Regions from separate parts of the Mus musculus genome. Here region 1 is linked to region 2. A link is a contact called in public HiChIP or PLAC-seq data. All regions are on one chromosome and are shown on one strand. The core of a region is the stretch at or near the end of the contact, and the rest is flanking DNA. Distances in the headings are between cores, read along the strand shown.

Region 1 (6,893 bases), core at 3,305-5,804, 55 kb before region 2:
AATCCCATGCCACCAGCTGCAGACTGCTGCTACTCAGGTCCCACAAACAACCACAGGGAACGCATTACTGAATGATTAAAGCCCCAGCAGAAGAGCAGTCGGAAACAGTGCACATGCTCAGTGCCTTAGGAGGCATATAACAGTATGACCAGACCATCCCAGTACCCAGAGAGCAATGCAGGACACATGCAGAAGATGTTCTACACAGTACAATACTGTCTTCCCAACTGCAGTACAAGGGTCTCTCCCTGCTGAGTTGTGGGTGTGAGGCCCTCAGGAACTAATGGGAATAAAACTTCCAAGTATACAGATATACTTCCAGGAGAATACAGAGAGCACATGTGAACAGAAAAAGCAATGATGTGCAGGGCAGACCCAAGCAGATCAGACTGGGCAGGCATATTGGGAGTTCTAGAAGAAAGAGAAAGTGATGGATGAGAGTCAGTAATCAAATAGCAAGCAGAAGTCCTAACTGAGAAAGCCTTGCGTGCAGACTGAAAAGGTGCACAGAATCCCAAGCAGAAGGACAAGGAAAGACACATACAATTCTTCAACTTAAGGATGAGCAAACAGCACTGTAAGAATGCAGGTTCACCAGGCATGGCAGAGCACTGTAAGACTCAAGAGTAGCTAGGCATGGAGGACAAGTTCTAGACTGTAAGCTACAGAGGCATGATGGTGAATGTCTGCAATCTCAAATTCTATGCTACATAGCAAGACCTTGTCTCAAAAATAAAAACAAACACCATGCCTAAACCACAAACAACAAAAAGCAAATCTAGGGCAGGGAGGCAGTCAGAGGCAGAGAAGCACCTACCTTAAAAAAAAAAATCAGGCCTGTACTGGAATTCTTTTCTGAAACATGACCAGCCAGAAGAGTAGAAAGCCATGCGGACTATTTCAGAAGGAACCAAAGCTGCCCATAGCGTTTGGCCAGCATTTTTAGGGCATAAGATCATGATCAATTCTTTTAGATATTACAGTCATGAGCCCTTATGCCTAGCTTAATTTATGTGGTGATTTGAATAAGGATAGCTCTCACAGGCTCACAGATTTGAATGCTTGGTCATTAGGGAGTGGTGCTAACTGACAGGGATTAGGAGGTGTGGCCTTGTTGAAGGAAGTGTGTCACTGGGGATGGACTTTAGGGTTTCAAATGCTCAAGCCAGGCCCAGTGTCCCTCTCTTCCTGCTGCCTTCAGATGTGGAACTTTCAACTACTTCTTCAGCATCATGTCTACCTGTGTACTGCCATGCTTCCTGCCATGACAATAATGAAGTCAACCTCTGACACTGTAAGCCAGCCCCAGTTAGATGCTCTCCTTCTTAAGGTTTGCTATAATCATGGTGTCTCTTCACAGCAATAGTGCACTAAAACAATTTAATAATATAGGAACAAGGTTCAGTCATGGCTTACACTAACTGTTCCAAACATCAGCTCTCTTATATTCCCAGACATTCCATTTATGGAAAATATTTAGATGCAAACAACAAATTCACCATAACAGATATCCCAACATGGGAGAAATGAGTGGGTCAGGATGCAGATGAGTAAGGATGTCTGCTCGCCACTCCTCTTTCCTAACTCTACATGGGCATTGACTCGGCTCTGAGAGAGCAGCCATACACAGAGACTGTATACAGAAAGGGCACACGGTGGAAGGCCCAGTTCTGCTCTGAATGTTGGTTAGATCTCCAACATCATGGGAAAAAAATGAAAAGAAAAATATTTAGTTCAAAAATAAGAAACACACTCTGGAGAAACCTAGAATCAAAAAGGAAACCAGGAAAGATATGGAAAACTATATAAGCATCATAAACCACTTCCCCAGGTGGACAGCAAAGTTTTTCCCAGAGGCAATACACACAAGAAGCAAGGAAGAACACAAGATCACAGACAAACGCTGTCAAAAGCAAAGCAAGATTCAAAACAGCAAAGGAGTGGAGGGCGTTCATAAATGCAAAAGACCTTAAACCAAGCAAAACAAGGTTTATTATGGGTGGTTAGGAGAAAGACAGCAAGCAGAACAAGGCCAGGAACAAGAGCAGAAACTCAACCACAGCTGTGGAAGAGATAACGTCATGGCAGAACAGTGTGTCCAACCCTCTGTGGCCGCAGACCTGAGAATCTGATGATCCTGTTGCCAAACATAACCTCCAAAACTGACTCAGCTCGAGGAATGTCTGAACAGACATGTCACCAAGAAAGAGCGGCCAGAGTGACCAGAAAATAAATAGATGTGTGTGTGTGTGTGTGTGTGTGTGTGTGTGTGTGTGTGTGTGTGTGTGTGTGTGTGTGTACAATAATATTATTTCAAAACTTAGATTTTTCAAAACTATCAAAATAAGCTAGGCAGGAAAGTTCATGTTTGTGATCCTAACACTTGGGAAGCTGAGATACGAGGATTGCTGTGAGCTCAAGGCTAGCTTAATAAAACTAAGATACTTACCATAATTTTGAGAATTTTCTTGTGAGAGGGGTAAATGATTCATTGTTGAGTAGTTACTTTAACTCCAGCCCCCTGTAAATTGTTTTATTGATTACAATGGTCTTTTGATTTAAACAATAGTGTCTTACGTTTCCTGAACTGCCAACCTGAACTGCCAACTTTAAGGTTATTTTATCTCTTACTTTGCACACAGAGAGACAGACCTTCTCTAAAAAGTCACAAAAGTAAAATCAAAACAAAACAAAACAAAACAAACAAACAAACAAATAAGATGTAGAGGCTGGAGAGCTGGGTCAGCAGCTATGAGTATTTGTTGTTCTTACAAAGGATGCAAGTTTGACTCCTGGCACTCATGTGGTGGCTCACTATTGCCTGTAACTCCAGTCCCAGGGGATCCAAAGCCTTCTTTTGGCCCCTGTGGGTCCTTAACACACATGGTACACATACATGAATGCAGGCAAAACCAAAATAATAAACAATTAAACTGAATCTAGTCAAAAATCAAAGGGAAAAAAATAATGTTGCGATTGACTGTCACTCTGGGATCATAGCGTGTTTATCAATATCATCCATGACAATCACCATGGGGTGCAGGGTGCAGGGCACGGAGTTCAGGGTCACAGCAATGGAGCAAAGCTAGTACTTCTTGGCAATGGTATTGAGGCAGGTAAAGAAGGACTGGATTTAATGCTGGTGCACACTCCAGGAATGAATGAAGGCACTCCAGGAATGAATAAAGGCACTCCATGAGGTCCCACTAATATGCACAGTTAATAATGCATGTTACATTTTTAAAAAGAAAAATTCTGACCATTTCTAAGTAAAAGCCAGACATGGAAACTATCTACTTATCCAGAATAAAAGCTAGCAACATTCAACAACTATGTTGTGAACAGTAATGGTCGTCACTATTGTTACTTATTATGATCTTAAAACTAACAAGAAAAGTAGGAAAATGGCACCAAATGTTGCAAAAATAATCTTAGTAAGGTGCTATTATTTAGTAATAATCTGACAAGGGGCTGGATCCAATATGAACACTCAAAAAGTGGAATAGTTTTATCTACTAGCAAGAAAAACTTAAACTATGGTAATTGCTTTAATTTAGCCATTCCACAATGTAGATATATTTTAAAATAACTTCTGTGTGATAAATACTATATAAATTTCTCAGTTAGAAATTAACTTTGGGCCATGGAGATGAAGAAATTTTAAAAATCTGAAGACACGGCTGGGTATGGTAGCATATGCCTTTAATCCCAGTACTTAGGAGGCAAAGGCAGGCGATCTGTGTCAGTCTGGTCTACATAGTGAGTTCCAGGGTAGCTATAATATATATATATATAATAACACTTTTAAAAAAAGACATGTTTGTGAAGGGAACACTTAACATTATAAAGTTTACCGTATGATGTAAATTTACTACAAGTTTTAACTGAATTTTAACAAATCTTCCTGGGGCTTGGTTTAGATTTAGAAGCTCAGAGTTGGCATCTCCCTTCCACCCCCAACATGGGGAAGAGAGAGGTTCAGGTTGGGCTCCTCTAGCTTACACTGCTACCCAGACCCTCAACTCTGCTCCCACTGGAGGACAGAGGTTTATAATCCATTAGGTATGAGCTGGGTAAGCCATGCCGATACCTTCTGCGGGGACTGAACCTGAGAGCAGCCCATCAGGACAGCACAGCTCAGAGCTGTCATGGGAGGGTAGGGCCATGAGCATGCCGCCTGCTTTCACTCACCAACGATGAAGGAGAGGAGTGGCCAATGTGTGCCCTACTGAGATATGACAATATTTTCATTTCTACAATTCACCTCTGGTTTGTTTGAAATGATTCTCCACCACTAAGTCTTGCTATACATCCTGGAGACAGAGTGGCTGTTCCCTCTTTGTCACCTCCCAGGCAATAGAGCAGAAGTTTGGAAAAATGACATCTCTTCAAGGTCGCTGGTCCTTCCAACTCAGTCTTCTGACTTCATCTCCCAAGCTTCCTCTCTACTAATCTTTGTGATAAGACAAAGTTGCAGGGCAAAGTTGGAGGAATGATGTTGGTGGTAGGTCCTGGCACAAAACCTATGGTCCTTTAGAGTCCTCTGGGAGAGCTGGCTGGAACCTGGGATAGGCAAGAGGGGGTTGGGGTTGTTCTCTGTTGGAATCTTCAGCTCGAGATGTCTGGTGCTGCTGCTATCTCCTGGGACACTCTGAGGTCAAGTGAGAGCAACTCCCTGAAAAAAACTGTTGGCAGCAGGCAAGCGCCAGCTCTGAGTATCCCCTTAGCCTGAGATCTGGCTCCAGAGCAGTGACTCTCCAGGGTGATCTAGATTCCACTTATAAGAAAGACCCCAATGAGCAGGAAGACTGGTACTCACCAAAGCAGTAGGGTGTCTCTACCCTCTGAGCGCCCAGTCAGGAAGAAATAGGTTCAGGGCATCTGTGAATCTGCTCGGGTCTTTCTGAGAAGTCTGTGGGTGATCTGCCCCAGGTCTGACAACTTGGCAAGGCTCATGAAGGGCTGGCACCCAAAGAAATATCCCCAAGATGCCATGGGATGGAGGAGGTACACAACCTGTGACCACAGCAAGGAATTATGGTGCAGGATGTCATGATCAGTGGGTGATGTGTGACATCTTTCATCCTCAAAGCAACCTAAGCTAGGCTGTGCTACATAGGATAGTGGAGGCTGACAGAGGTTGCTTTGCTCACAAGTCCACATAGGTACAAGAAGGAAGAGCTGTTCGGCTGGGAAGTTCTCTAACTGGGGCACAGATGATGTATAGCTCTCAGCTGGATTATATGGATGGTTCTGGTCCCTCTGGAAGCTGGCTAGCAATTCATTTACTGAATTCCATTGTCCTGTCTGAAAAAAGTCTTGCCCAGCCTGGCATCTGGGGGTCAGCATCAAGGACTGGAGTTAGAAGATCCTGCTTGCAGAGGCTATCCCACCCTGTGCTAAGTGCTCTACCACCAAGACTAATGACCATGAAGGACATAGCATGGCACAGACAATGCACCTCATACCTGCAGACATGTTCTCAACAAATCCTAAGCACACGGTCTGATTCCATCAACTGACAGGAAGTAGAATTCCTTCCAGTGTCCTCCGAGGGGACCTATTATGAGGGCAGGGGATGGTTTCTTAGACTTTTTATCTCTTTTCCTACTATTCCCTTTTCTGAAAGGACCAAGCCTGTTGTTTATACAAGCCTTCCAGGGGTTGGAAACAGTTGCTGGAAGCTTCTTGTTTTGTTCAAGCCCCAGAAAATGTTCTTAGAAACAACACCTGGAAATCTAGCAGGGATGGTCTGGAGTCACCTGCTCATTCAAGACGATGGCAGCCTGGCTGAGGTAGAGGTGGAGCTCAGGAGGCTGAGAAAGAAAGGCTGATGGAAGCAAGGGTGGAGGGGTTGTCTTGGTACTAGGTTGGTTCTTACATGGAGAGGCTAAATAGTTGTGTCTTCAGAGCAGACTGATTTCCGACACCTAACAGGCAAGACCACTAGCCAACAATAGTCTGAGAACCAGCAAGGTGGGCAGACAAGGTAAGGCTGGGGACTGAGAACAGATTCTCTGCAGGCAAACTCTTCTTCCTAAGGGAGGCTGTGGGGGAAATCCTGCCTGTACATGACCACCTGGGGCTCTGTACAATAAACCTTCTTCTTAGAACCCATCTCAGCGAGAAGGGAAAATATTTGCTGACTGTCTTGTAAAAGTTAATTAACTGTTATTAAAACATGCTCTTGAGCTTAATGATGCTCTTTATGTTACCATCTACAAATCGCAAGGCTTCTAACGATGGCAGCTCCCAGGATGACTCCAGCTTGACTTCATTTGTGCTGTTTACGGACTTCTTTCAAATAGTCTGGGGTCTCACAGTTAGCCATGGGTGCAGTGGACAGGAACTCTGGATTTAGGAGTCATAAGATAGACTTGCCAAGTTCTATCCAGATGACCCTCAGTTTCTTTATGTAACAAAAGACGATTCCTACTCTTTCTTTTCCAGGGATACTACGAGGGTTGGAGAGATGTCTATGCTAGCCACTGTAGCCTGTAACACATATTAAAGGGACAGTGAAACAGAATCTGAGGTATGTCTTACTCTGGGGTAGTATCTTGGCCTGGCTATTTGGAGCTTATTTGCCAGCTCCAGGTGTTTGGAGATCACTCTTCCCTAACTCTTGGTTACGCCACTAGGGTGAGACCTAAACCATCACATATGGTTGCCGCCCAGATGGGTATGGACAGTAAGTGACTCTGAAAGCAGAAAGAAGATGTATGCTGACAAGTGCAGCAAGGAGATCCACACTGGGGACTTGAGGCTGACGCTGTCGTTTCATGGTCCTGGGGACTGAGCTGTCCAAGTGTGAGGTTTACAAGGAGGAAAGCAGAGTGAAGGGAGGAGATGGCAGATTCGGATGGGTGCTCTCGGGACAAGGTTGTTAGGTG
Region 2 (7,227 bases), core at 1,460-3,959:
GCTGCTACTGTCACCGAGAGATCTTTGGACAAGGGTAGGAAATGCCCTTTCAGATGGCTCTATTTGCACAAAGTAATGGTTGCAAGTTGTCACCTCCCCCCTCTGTTAATGCCTGTCACTCACTAGATGCTGAAAGCACCACAGGCCTGAAGCCAAACAAATGGTCTTGACACCCAGTTATAAAGTCAAGGTCGGCTGGGAGGAAGCCACCATCATTTTGGCAGACAATGACCTTTCAAAACCGCCACCTTCCCTGACAGAGTGGTATGCTAAAGCCTCAGTTGTAAGGGCTGGGATGTTTGTATGAACAGCGATATCTTCAATAGGCAAATCCTTAAATTTCTTAAAAAATTGCACTCCAGAAATGAATGTTCCATTTCATTCTGCCTATACAGGTATAGACTTCTAGGTAGCAAGCCAAGCCTTTTTGCAAACTTTAACCTCTACTTACTGAAAAACAAAACAAAAACCTAATGCTCTAGAGAATGTGGGGTAAATACCCCAGCAAACATTGCACCTCGAGTCAAGGCAAATTATAATGTTCAGAGCAACTCCAGCGGTCATTTTACAGTGCCACGTCCAAGCATCTGTCACCCAGTGTTCAGAACTGGGAGGTCAGTTAAAGTGACACTATTGATTCTATGCATCATAAAATATAATTCTAAGACATTTCTTTGCAAGGGTTCAAAAATCCAATAAAACTTATACTCGCCTTAAAATTTTTATTAGTCTGTGTAAAAGCATCCCTAATTACTGAAACAATGATGAGGGTATATCCCACGTGAGGTCACAGGCCCCAAACACAAGCAAAGTGCCACGCAGAGGAAAGGAGCCACCCCTACTCATAGGACGTGTGAAGCTGCACTTGCACTACTTCAATCACCACCGTTCGTGTCTTGGAACTTAAATGTTGTATATTGCATGACAGAGACCTTCCAGACACTAATCCACAAATGCACACGAGAGAGAGAGAGAGAGAGAGAGAGAGAGAGAGAGAGAGAGAGAGAGAGAGAGAGAGAGAATATGAAGGTAAAGGCGGTGCCAGCAAGATAGCTCAGAGGATAAAGGCACTTTGTCACAAGGCTGGCAATTTGAGTTTGATCTCCGAACCCATGCAAAGGTAGAAGGAAGAACAGACTCCATGGAGTTGTCCTTTACACACACACACACACACACACACCCCAAAAGATTTTAAACACTTGAGAATTAGGCTTCTGAAAATTGATGCAAACTCCCCCTTATTGCATTGTGCAGAAAAATTCCAAAGGTTTGAGTGTGTAACGGCCCTGGGCTGATGAGGGTAATAACGCCCTGTTCTAGGCAGTGTCTCTGCCTGCCAGTCCCTAACGGCTTCACTAGCTGCTACAGGCATATTCTGATTCCTCCTCATAAGCAGCACCGCAACCTGGACGAGGACACAAGCCGACTGAAGCAGCTCCTTGCCTTCTGAAAACGCTGATGACAAAGGATCTGATAACATTCGGATAGCAATATTCCTCCTCTCAACCCAAAGGAAGGGGCTGTGCTACTAGGCCCAATCCCTGGCTCCTCACAGGGTGTCACCAACGGCAGACTCTCTAACCATCTAATTTCATCTGCCTAGGTGAAACAACACAGCATCTGAATTAACTTACACATATGGCCTGACGGGCTCGTCACCAATCATATTGCACAGGGAAACAGGAAATTGCTTTCTGCAAATGCTACCGAGGCTTTCTGGGCTGGCCCCACCCAGAAAGTACAATCTTCCCCGGCTACAAATGACTCTCACTCAAGTGGTGATCTCAAAACCCATCTCTGGAAGTGAGGACTCCAAAGAATCTGTCACCGGGATACAGTGACACCAACCTCACATTTTGTGGTTAATAAAACAAGTCCTGCATTCGGCTTGGCACAAGTCCCTGATCTGATTTATTTCAGGCTCAGCTCATAGGAAAAACTGCCATTCATGAATGCTTCAGGAGGGCAGGTCAGCTGGGTTTTTTGTGGCACAACTGGCGTGCTCACACCCATTTCTGGTGGACATTCTGATCAAACCTAGCCGATTTCCTAAAGAGATCTGGCACGTTTTGTTCTTAAAGGGAAACAAACAAACAAAAAAAAAATCAATTACAAAAAAAAAATCTCAGTTTTGACAGGCAGTTTTCACAGAAAAGGTGTTTGTGGGAATAGAGAAAGGAAGAAATGCAGGAAAAGAGAAAAATGTTCTGATTTCCGATTAAATAGAATCAAACATCGGACACTTCACCCCATCTTCCTCAGTGCAACCCAATATAAGTCAGACGCACAGGACTTTCCTCAGAATGTCTCCTCAGTCTTCCTTTAAGATTTCGTGCCCCAGGACTTAATCAGGAATTTCCATTCTAAAGTGGCACACGGATCTCCTCAGAGAGCTAAGCTTTCTTTGAATAAAAAAGGCAAGTTGCCCTTTTGGGGACTCGATACGTATTTTTAAACCTCTTATTAAATCAACCTAATTTATGAGGCATGTTCAGGAAGAGCAGGTAGCAAGCTGCTTTGGTGGATGCAAAGTTTCTTTGCCATCCCCTCCCACACCCCCAATTCCACCTCCTTTGCCCTCCTCCTGCCGAGGGTTTCCGAATGTCTTCGGGGCCTTTCCGAAGCCGCCGAAGCCGCTCGGCCCTCTCCGCTTGGACCCCGACTGTGCTCCGAACACTGTCGAGATCCTCCGAGCCCCGCTCCCAGGTCAGGCCGAGCGGAGCCGAACACCGCCGAGCCAAGCTCAGCCCCATCGACTTTTCCAGCCTCGGCTGGGCGCTGTCCACCACTTACAACGCCTGAAACCTCACCCTGGCTCAGGAGGCCGAGGCTTCTACCGGACTCCCGGCCTGCCACAGTGGATTACAGACTTGTGAAGTTTCGAAACCTGCCCCTAAGGAGAAAGAGGTGGCGCGGTTTGCATTTCCCGACACGCGAGGGCTCCAGGCAGATGCAACATGCACCTTGTTGCAAAGAGCAATTCCCCAGGCCCCGCCTCCCCATCCATTTGGACTGCACAAGCCCCAGAGAAACCCCAGGCCAAATTACTGGTGGCTCAGAAGGGTGAGGCTAGCCGAAGGGGCCTGTGAGAAGAAAGCCCCCGGGAGCTCTCGAACGCAAATAAGAACATGCCAAGCAGATGGGAGAAACTGTCTCCTAGTCGCTGCTCCCTACCATCATGGCGCCGCCTGGAACTCGCTTGTCATGCCTGTTACACATGCAAGAATTTTTGCTTCTTGGTTTTGAAACCACAAGCACGATTTGTCTCCCACCCACCTTCCCTCGAAAGGGGCTTTTATTTTCCATTGTTTTCCTACGGGATGCAATTACTTCGGCTATTCTGTCAAGTTGAAAAATAATCATTTTTGTTTACAGCACAGCAACCTCTAATTAGGAGCTGTGTGTGCACGAAGGTGTCACAGCAAAGCGACATGGAATCCTCGCTAAACGGTCCTAACGAACTCCTCCGTCCCGAACTGACAGGCCAACGGAAACAGGGCCAGGAGGCCCGGAAGGCACGCACCCGTTCCCTGCCGGCCACCCCTCCCCAGGCAGAGCTGCCTGGAGGCTCACCGGGAACCGTGGAGTGGATGGGGCAAGAAGCAAGCCAGAGAGGAGGAAGGACGGGCGAGGCTCCTAAGTGGGGAAATGTGGAAAGGAAGGAATATCCCATTTTGTTTTAATTTTCAACCATCACTCAAATCCACCCCCAGTTAATTAGGAGGGGAAACTGATATCTAAGGCAGAAAGGGGGCGGTGGCAAGTAGGGCCTGAAATCCGCATTGAAGGTAGAATACAGAGTGTAAATACAACGATAAAGGCTACACAGTGACTGGAACCTGCGGGTGTCAGAAGAGCAAAGGCTGGAGGGCCAGGGAGGAGAGGGGCTGGAGGGCAGATGAAACTGGCTTTTAGCCCCACAGACCCTCCCACCTCTGCCTTGGATAAGGCTGTGTCTGTCACATCCGCTTGGAAACCCATCCTTTCTCCCCAGTGCACGCCCCCTCCCCTAACCCTTGCTCGCTTTGGGGGGGGGGGTCGTCTAAGCCACAGCCACCAGGAATTCAGCACCAAACTCGTGAACAGCAAACACTTGATCCTCCACCCCAATCTGCTAGGGCTGGGTCCCCTCCATGTTTTAGTCAAGTTCAAAATCACTGCCTCAAGAGAAGCAGGGGGAAGTGGGATTCGAGGGGTGGGGTGGAGGAGGAGGGGAAAGAAGATGAGGCAGAGACAGAAATGGAGGCAGTGAAACACGAAATACTCCACGAGCAAGAGTTATGATCATAAGCACGCCAATAGTGTGATGTTCTGATCAATATGGCGGACACTGTCATTCATACAACTAGAGGCGCTCTCATTCCCTCCCCGCAAACACCGACCCCAGGAGTTGGGGTGGGGGACCCAGAACCAACGTAGGGAGTGGGGGAGGGGAGGCAACCTCGGGTTTCTTCTGTGTGTGCGCGAATTAAAAACCAGGCCTGGAGAGCAAATATGGGTGAGCAAGATAATAAAAACGATATAAATTATTCTTAATAAAAGTACAAATCCCAATGACACAGGGACTTACTTCATCTGCTTCACAATGGTGCTTTTTCCTGATTCTCCAGCCCCTGTTGGGACACACAGAGGGGGGGAAACTGGTGAGTGTCAGCTCATGGAAATGGGAAGGGGGCTTCAAGGCATGCACAGGGTGGGCGCTCCTGGGCACAAGGTGTTGCCAACTCAGGGACCAGATTTCCCAGGGCGCAAGTCGGGTTGGGAACTGTGGCGGGGGTCGAGGGGCGGGGGTGGCTACCCAGGTCCTTACCCAGCAGGAGTAATTTCACGTCTTTGGCGGCGCTGATGCCATCTTCTTTGAGGTTTTTCTCAATCGCCTTGCTCCGCTCGAGGGCGGCTCTCTCCTCTGCGCTCAGCGTACATCCCATGGTGGCCCCTTCCCTGCCACAGCCCGCACGACTAGGCTGGCACGACTCCCCGGGTCGGCGCGCCCCCCACCCCCCCACAGAGCAGAGCCTGGGCTCAAAGGGGAGAAAATCACGATATCCTCTCCTTGGCTGGGAACAAAATTGTCGAAAGACCAGAATCCCCCCAAAAGGACAGCCTCTATTAAGATTCCAGCGGCGAAGATTAGCGGCGGCTGGCTGGGGTCTGGGGGTGTCGAGGTGAGGGTAGCCGGGGTCTGGGGCTCCGGAGCCGAGAGAGGAGGCGCCCGCGGGCCCGGGAGGCGCGGGTTGCAGGCACCGAGGCTAGTGCACGACCCAAAATAAATAAAATAGGAGTCGAGGCTGGATCCGCAGCCGGAGCCGGCGGAGGGTGGGGTGGGGGGCAGGGTGGGTCCTTCTGCCGCGGCTGCCGGAGGCGGAGGAGGAGGAGGCGGAGGCGGAGAAGGTGGAGGCGGCGGTGGCGCGGGGTGTGGAGGGAGTGAGTTAGGGGGTGCCGCTAGTGCATGTGCATCGCCGCTCCTCGGCCGTCGATGCGTCCGCGGCGCCTTCTCCGACCCCCGCGCGCGGGGCAGGGCTGGGCAGAGGGCCGGGCCGGGGGTGGGGGGTGCAGCTCTCTCTAGCGGGAGGCGGCGTCGCCGGGGCCCAGAACTCGCATCGCTCGGCGGAGCGGACAGGAGACGGGGAGAGCGCGAGGGAGCCGCGGCCAGCGGGGAGCGCGAGAAGAGGCGGGCAGGGAGGGCAGGGCACGCGCGCGCGCGCCGGGGCGGGCGGGGAGGGGGGGGGCGAGGCGAGCGCAGCTCTCGAGTGCGCCTGGTCCTGCGCAGCGCTCCGCCAGCCGCCCGCTGACGTCAGCAGGGCCGCGCGCCGGGGGCCCCGGGGACGGCGCGGGCGGGGGCGGCGCGCATGCCCGCGGGACGCGTCAGACAAGCGGGCGCGCGCGCGCGGCGCCGCCCACTCTCGGGTCCCCCTCCCCCCGCGGCTCCCGGAGCGTGCCGGGCTGGGGAGGGCGGGGCCTGGGGCCGGGCGCGCGCCTGCGCCCCACCCCGCCCCACCCCGGCGGGTCTCGCGCGCCCGGCCCGCCTCCTGTCAACCCCAGCGCGGCGGTCAGGTGGTCCCCAGCCCTGGGCCTGAGCCTCCAGCTTCCTGGTCCCTCGGGCTCTGGGTCGTGTCTCCGGCAGATCGCCTTACCGATTGTTCTCCTTCGCGGCTGGAGGTGTAGCCCCTAGTCGAGCTATGGTGCCTCCGCAGATGTGAGGAGGTAGTGGGTCAGGATAAACCCGCTCACTCCATAATAACGCGCTGGGGCTCAGTGACGGATTTGGGTCCGCATTTATTGAGCATCTAGTGTCTAGAGACTGGGCTAGTAGAGAGGAAAGTAGCAGGCAGAGAAGAGGCAAGGCCTGCTCCGCAGGAGTTTTTGCCTCCCTTAGCCAATGTGAGCCTTACCGCGAGATGCCCACAACCTCTGTCGCTAGAGATGGTTACCATCCTAGGATGGCTTGATGCCAAAGGCCCAGGGACAGTCTTTCATGAAAGCCTCTAGCAAATACTTGTTCCCTTAAATTTTTCTCTATATGATGAATCGATGGCCTCCCTTGGTTCTTGAATTCTTGTATCCCCAGAACATAATCCGGTAAAAATGAATTCTTCATAGGTTTGTGATAAGAGATTTTTTTTCTTCCTTTCATCTTAAAATAACAAACTACTAGAAGAAATACACCCTTCATATCTTCTCAGATAGTCAGAAACCAGGGTCAGTTATTCAGCAAACAGCGAACCCAGCACTGGGGAAAACAGTAGACAGTTGCCAAAGATCGGTCATGTTCTGGGTGGTCTCAGAGCCTGAAGACATTAATTCTTACTGCACAAAATAGTTTTACAATCAGTTCCACCAGTCAGCCCCAGGGGCCTTCCTAGATGGAGGAGCCAACAGGCAAGACTGCCCAGGATAAAGACAGGCAAGGGGCCAGTGGAAAACACTTTCTTTTTTCGTAACAGTTGGGCATTTCTGTGACTCTGAAAGTAAACTTGTTTGCTTCATTTCAGCAATGGAGAGAAAATCCTATTTTGGAAATGTCACTCAGCATAAAAATATATTTGCAAGGGGGAAAAGGGGCAATTAAGACCCACTCAGAAGAAAATATTTTTTCTCCTGCATGTTTTTTTTTCATAAGTTTGGTGTTTCCCAATGTATGTTTGTCTCATTCGACAAATGTCTGTGTCAAAAGTATATGTAATATAATTGGAATATTTAAATTTGAGTCATACCTACCTATTCTAG

What was found. HiChIP or PLAC-seq counts read pairs in DNA pulled down with a chosen protein or histone mark.
Region 1: an H3K27ac HiChIP or PLAC-seq map of heart atrium shows a contact between it and region 2, with 7 read pairs. The contact joins the enhancer-like site here to the promoter of 4930488L21Rik in region 2. A contact is called at or near these places in 1 of 39 promoter capture datasets (the 3T3-L1 cell line), 1 of 15 datasets of contacts at CTCF or cohesin (the NIH/3T3 cell line), 5 of 484 Hi-C or Micro-C datasets (3T3-L1-derived adipocytes, the C2C12 cell line, muscle stem cells and 2 more), 1 of 115 datasets of contacts at active chromatin or transcription factors (heart atrium) and 2 of 9 other capture datasets (adipose tissue and pancreatic islet).

Annotation. Positions count from the first base shown.
Region 1 is chr8:93,866,707-93,873,599 of GRCm38.p6, reverse strand. The region is part of intron 2 of Gnao1 (guanine nucleotide binding protein, alpha O); the gene reads right to left. Among named protein-coding and RNA genes, the nearest start is that of 4930488L21Rik, 57 kb to the right of the region's middle. Within about 2 kb of position 4,554, at least 7 of the 459 cell types and tissues checked have an H3K27ac peak or open chromatin away from gene starts, as enhancers often do. A contact at or near this core is called in heart atrium, where this site is marked.
Region 2 is chr8:93,809,037-93,816,263 of GRCm38.p6, reverse strand. 4930488L21Rik (RIKEN cDNA 4930488L21 gene) reads left to right here and starts at 2,709. Exons shown (of 1, transcript NR_026888.1): 1 at 2,709-4,570. Gnao1 (guanine nucleotide binding protein, alpha O) reads right to left here and starts at 5,426. Exons shown (of 9, transcript NM_010308.3): 1 at 4,811-5,426; 2 at 4,571-4,613. The coding sequence starts at 4,928.